2 separate regions of the Mus musculus genome follow, and region 2 is linked to region 1. Evidence: chromatin contacts called from public promoter capture Hi-C data. All regions are on one chromosome and are shown on one strand. The core of a region is the stretch at or near the end of the contact, and the rest is flanking DNA. Distances in the headings are between cores, read along the strand shown.

Region 1 (2,784 bases), core at 96-2,595:
AGTGAGAAGAGAGGGGAGACAGACAGACAGACAGACAGAGTGAAGGCTGGGAAGCAGGGCATAAGCTTCACACTCCTAGCGTAGATTCACTGTGGCTCTAACTAGGGAGGAAGGACTACATAATCACAGCCCAAACTGGAATACTTCTAAGAAGCAAGAGAGGCACACTGGGTGTAATTATACTGGAGGAACCGTATAGCTGGAGAGGACTGTCCCAGGCAGAAGTAGTCGTCACCCGGGTTCTCTCAGCCAGGAAGAAGTGTCCCATTGTCCACCTGACTGAACACGCAGTACTACTAAATACTTTAATACCCACCATTCCTTAATCCTCGCAAACTGTGGACAAGAGATTATCTCATTTTACAAACAGAGGGTCAGAGAGCTCTAGACTTGTGTGTGTGCGTGTGTCTGTGTGTGTGGAGTGTGGTGTGTACGTAGTATGTATGGTGTGTATATTCTGTGTGTGTGTGTGAAGTGTGGTATATATGGTGTGCGGTGTGTATGTGGTAAGTCTGTGTATGAGGTGTGTGGTGTGTGGTTTGTGTGTGGTGAGTCTGTGTGTATGTGGTGTGGTATATATATGGTGTGTGGTATGTGGTGTGTGTGGTGTGGGGTGCATATGTAGTGTGTGGTTTGTGTGTGGTGAGTCGGTGTGTATGTGGTGTGTGGTGTATATGGTAAGTCTGTGTGTGGAGTGTGGTGTGTGTTTGTGGTGAGGCTGTGTGCACGTGGCACTACCAAGGCTCCTGCTTGGCCTTTATATGGTAATTGATTTTTACACTTTTATTTACATTTATTTATTGTGTGTGAGCACATGTGTGCCATGACACACAAGAGGAGGTCAGAGGACACCCGCAGGAGTCAGTTTTTCCTTCTACTGTGTGGGATCACACTCAGGTCACCCGGCTTGGCGAGCAGAACCTGGCTAAGCCATCTGGCTGGCTGGCACAGAGCTCTCACCCTCTCTGAGGAACGAAGGAAGCCTGCTACTAAGTGACAGTGGCAGAGGCCCTAGAAAACAGGAACCAGACCTCCGCTGCACTGGAAAGATGCCAAATATGGACACAGTTTAACACAGTCAGCAGCATCTGTGATTGGGGCTCCTCACACAAAGCTCTAACACAACAGTCACTAAATACGGACAAAGAAACAGAGATGGAGTGTGTCTAAACAAGTCCCCAGAGATTAAACGAGGCATTGAAAGACCCTCCATCTACCTAGAAAAACACCGTTTTAAACTCCTTGACAATTTCGTATACATATGTGGTACATTTTGGTCACCACCCTTCCCTGCCCCTCCCGGTCCCTCTGGAGCCCCTTCTTCCTGAGAAGTCCCTCTTACTCTCGAATCTTTGTCTTGGCTTTGCTTTTTGGTGACTCACTGAGTTTGATTAGGGTGACTGCCTGAGCACAGGCTGGGAGCTCTTCACTGGAACACGGGCAACTTACCAGTGGCTACATCACTGAAGAAAAATGACTCCCCTCCCTCAGCACCACGGCCTGCCAGTAGCCCCTGAGCTAAAGCTGGGGTCTTGTGAGTCCCTCCCCAACCCACGATGTAATACTAACGGCCTTATCAGGTTCAGGTCTTAGAAAAACACATTTTTTTTTTTTTTAAAGACAAAGTTTCACTCTGCAGACCAGACTGGCCTTGAACTCACAGAGATCTGCCTGCCTCTGCCTCCTGAGTGCTGGGACTAAAGTTATGCGCCACCATGCCTGGGTAGAAAAACACTTTTCTTTCCATATTTTTTTCCCCCCTCAATCTCAATTTGATGACCCTGACCTTCAGAGACACTGTTGCACTGGGCTATCCTCAAGAAAGACTTCCTTTGAAAAAAAAAAACAAAAAACAAAAGAAAAAGAAACATTTCCTAAAATGACCTCCTTAGGTCCCTCAGCACGTGGGACATGCAGAAAAGCATCAAAGAGAAGGTCTCCCAGACACGGCAGACGGCAGGCCCCATGGAAAGGGCTCTGTCACAGCGCCTTGAACTGCCTGGGAAGTGGACCGTCCCCATCTACCCCCAATAGGAGGGCTTCATGGAGCCTTCTGAAATCAAACACGGAGACAAATGCCTGTGATCCTAGCCCTGGCTCAAGAAGCTGAAACAGGAAAATCACCGAGTCTGGCCAGCCTGGGCTACACAGTAATACCCTGTAAAGGCAAAGACAAGACCACAACGAAAGTGACATTGTCTCAACTACATCACATATATCTGTGACTGCGAGGAAGAATCCCTGTGCTCGTCTATCCACAGCCACACTACAAGCACTGCTGAGTGTATATGCCAACTGTAGGTGAGACCTGATTGCTATGTGTGTGTTATCACACTGGCCGACCCAAAGGCTTGGCTGATTCCCATGCAAAGACAGAGCTGTTCATTCATTCCCACTTCGTAATGAGACAGTATGCTTATATTCATATCTTTATGTGTGGCTGAGGCTAAATTAAAAAATGTATTCTGTTATTGTTCAGGCTTTCTGCCTATTTTTTCCACTGATCTGGGTTGTTCCCTTATTTCTCACTGAAGCCCCGTACTCGGTCTGGTGGTGCATGCCTGTAATCCCTGTGCTTGGGAGGCAAAGACAAGAGAGCAGCCCACAGTAGTCCCCAGCCAGTTAGGGCTATGATGCAGACTTCATCTCAGAAAGAGGAGACATGGGGCTCTGGCTCTGTTGGGAGGGGATTGCCGCTCAAGCACGAGGCCCTGGGTTCAATCCCTATTGATGCCAAAGCAAATAAAAGAAGTTTTAAAGGGCTATGAACGTAGGGATTTGTCT
Region 2 (2,784 bases), core at 115-2,614, 110 kb before region 1:
AAAGGCTCACAGATCAATCCTACTTTGTGAAATGGTGGTATATATACAGATGTCTTGTGTCTTTTATTTTTTTGTTTTGTTTTGTTTTGAGACAAGGTCTCCAGAAAATTGAATTATTTTCCATGGGTTTATGGGGGCGGTCTTCAAATTTGACTTAACTCATGTTTTTCTGCCTGTGCCTGTGTCTGCATGATGTACATTACATCCCATGAGCACACCTGCCCCATGTTGAGCACTTTGGAGCTCAGGGGATGACCCTGTGGGGTCAGTTCTCTCCTTCCTCATGCATGTGAGTTCCAGGGCTCGAACTCAAGACCTCGGGCTCGCAGGCCAAGCACTTTACCCACCGAGCTAGCCAGCCCGCCCTTATCGTTTTCTTCACTACATTTCTGCCACATGAAAAATTGTCTCCCTCTATTTTAAGATTTATTTTCATTTTGCGCATAAGTATGTTTGCCTGCATGTATGTATGGGTACCCCTGGCACACCAGTTACCCACAAAGATTAGGAAAAGGCATCAGATCCTCTGGAACTGGAGTTACAGGCAGTAGTGAGCTGCCATGCAGTTGCGAGGCCCTCTGAATGAGCAGCCAGTGCTCTTAACTACTGAAAGCACCAAGCTGCTAGATGCTGGAGATGAACCCTACAACTTCCGCAGCTTCAAGCACGTTAGATAAGGCTCTACAGAGGTGCGACCCCCAGCCCCTTTCACTTTTTCTTTTGCAACTATTTGTTTATTTACTTTTAGTTACTTATTTATTTATGTTCATTTAATGTCTCACCAAGGTAACTCTGGTGGCTCTGAACTCCTTTTGTGGGAGTTCTTCAGGCCTGGCCCTGAGTAACACTTTTTTATTTCAGTGTTAGGGAACGTTCAAAGTGAGCACTCTTCCACTGAGCCACACTCCCAACTCATAAAGTTTTTTGTTTGGTTTTTCGAGACAGGGTTTCTCTGTGTTGCTCTGGCTGTCCTGGAACTCACTCTGTAGACCAGGCTGGCTTGGAACTCTGAGATCCACCTACCTCTGTCTCCCGAGTGCTGGGATTAAAGCTGTGTGCTATCATTCCTGGCACATTAAGTTATTTTCGCAGTGTTCAGTCTCACAGCAAGTCTTCCAGTTATGATGGGAGTAAAGTGAATGACCTCATTCGAGCCCATGGTGGAGTTGCCTGATGCTTCCAACCTTAAGTGTCCATTCCTGGGACAGAGCAGGGTTGGACAAGCTGACCTCCTGGGGGCCTCAGAGATTATTAAGCAATTCCATTGATTATTAAATAATTCAATCCGGCCTTTACAAGATTCATAGCCAGCATATTTCACATACTTCAGATTCTCATAACTACTCCTCGTGAGTCACTCTCTTTGTATGTGAGCCTGCCTATGCTTGTGTTCCTGTGTGAGGATATTCATGCATGTGAGCGTGTCACACAGGTGAAGGCCAGTGGCATTTATGTCTTCCTTTCCTGTTTTCTGCCACTATGTAGACCAGGCTGGCCTGTCAGCGTCTGCTTCCTGAGTGCTTGAATTAAAAGCTTATACTACCATATCCTGGACCCACTGTGTGTGTGTCTGTGTGTGTGTGTTTAATGTTAACTTCTTTAACTATAATTGTTCTTATTTTATGTTTATGGGTACTTTCTGGCATATATGTATGTACACCACCATGCATATCTGGTGTCCACAGAAGTCAGAAGAAGGCATCTGATCACCTGGGACTGGATGGTAGGGAGACACTATACTGAAGCCCAGTGCTTTGCAAGAGTTGTCAGTGCTCTTAACCACTGAGCCATCTCTCCAGCCCCAGAATTGGACTTCTTATGTAGCTGGGACTAGCCTTGAACTCCTGATCTATCTGCCTTTACTTCCCCAATGTTAGGATTTTAGGCATACACCATCCCACTCAGGTCCACCTTAGCCATTTTTCGGTGAACAGTTCATTGGCATTAGTATTTCACAAGTGTGAGCAGCAGTGAGTAGTGCCCTCTGCCCATCTCTAGAACTTGGTCATCTTCTCCAAGTGATGCAGGCAGGGAGATGGCTCAGCCCGTAAAAGAGCAGAAGACCGTTCAGTCCGTTCACTTGCGGCTGTTGGTTTCCGCCGAGGAACAAGGCATCCTGGAGGAAGCTGCACCACTGCAGCCTTGGCTTTGTGGGTTTTAGAGATATCAGAAAAATGAAACAATGCAGATGAAACCTGCAATGGTAATGCACCAAATTCAAAATACACTCAAGGTGGCACTGTGACTCATGGTGGGGTGGGGAGGGGATGCGTACTGAGCCAGGAAGAAGAAGAATCTGAACTTGAAAGGATCAGTGTGCATGCCTACCAAGAGACTCACTACAGCAAAAACACCCGGTGGTGAAGGTTTCACCGGGCTTGCTTCTGATGAGAACCTACAAGCGACTCAAATTTACACAGTCCTTTGAGGGTTGTTAAAACCACTTTCAACAGCACTGGGCCAGGAGTGGAGGCCAAAGTCACTGCTGGAGACGACTAAATCAGCTCTTTTAATAAATTGATTTAATCAGTTGATAAAAATATAGATAGATGATAGCTAGATTGGTAGATAGATAGCTGTGTTGTCCTGCATCTGTAATCCTAGCATTCCCACAGCAAGATGGAGGGAAGAGGCAGAAGAATCAATCAGCTCATGAAGGCTAGCTTCTCCATGGTACACTGTACCCAGGTCAACATGCTAAACTCTGCCTCAACAAGGTAGAAGAGAACCGGCTCCTAAAAGTTGCCCTCTGACCTCTGGCCATGATACACACACATATCAGGG

Evidence for each region. Capture Hi-C pulls out chosen DNA fragments and counts their contacts.
Region 2: a contact with region 1 is called in a promoter capture Hi-C map of adipose tissue. The contact joins two enhancer-like sites. A contact is called at or near these places in 1 of 484 Hi-C or Micro-C datasets (embryonic stem cells) and 2 of 9 other capture datasets (adipose tissue and liver).

The regions. Positions count from the first base shown.
Region 1 is chr5:143,469,207-143,471,990 of GRCm38.p6, reverse strand. The region is part of intron 2 of Daglb (diacylglycerol lipase, beta); the gene reads right to left. Among named protein-coding and RNA genes, the nearest start is that of Daglb, 6.1 kb to the right of the region's middle. Within about 2 kb of position 1,345, at least 107 of the 459 cell types and tissues checked have an H3K27ac peak or open chromatin away from gene starts, as enhancers often do. A contact at or near this core is called in adipose tissue, where this site is marked.
Region 2 is chr5:143,583,676-143,586,459 of GRCm38.p6, reverse strand. No RefSeq gene overlaps it. Among named protein-coding and RNA genes, the nearest start is that of Fam220a, 36 kb to the right of the region's middle. Within about 2 kb of position 1,364, at least 19 of the 459 cell types and tissues checked have an H3K27ac peak or open chromatin away from gene starts, as enhancers often do. A contact at or near this core is called in adipose tissue, where this site is marked.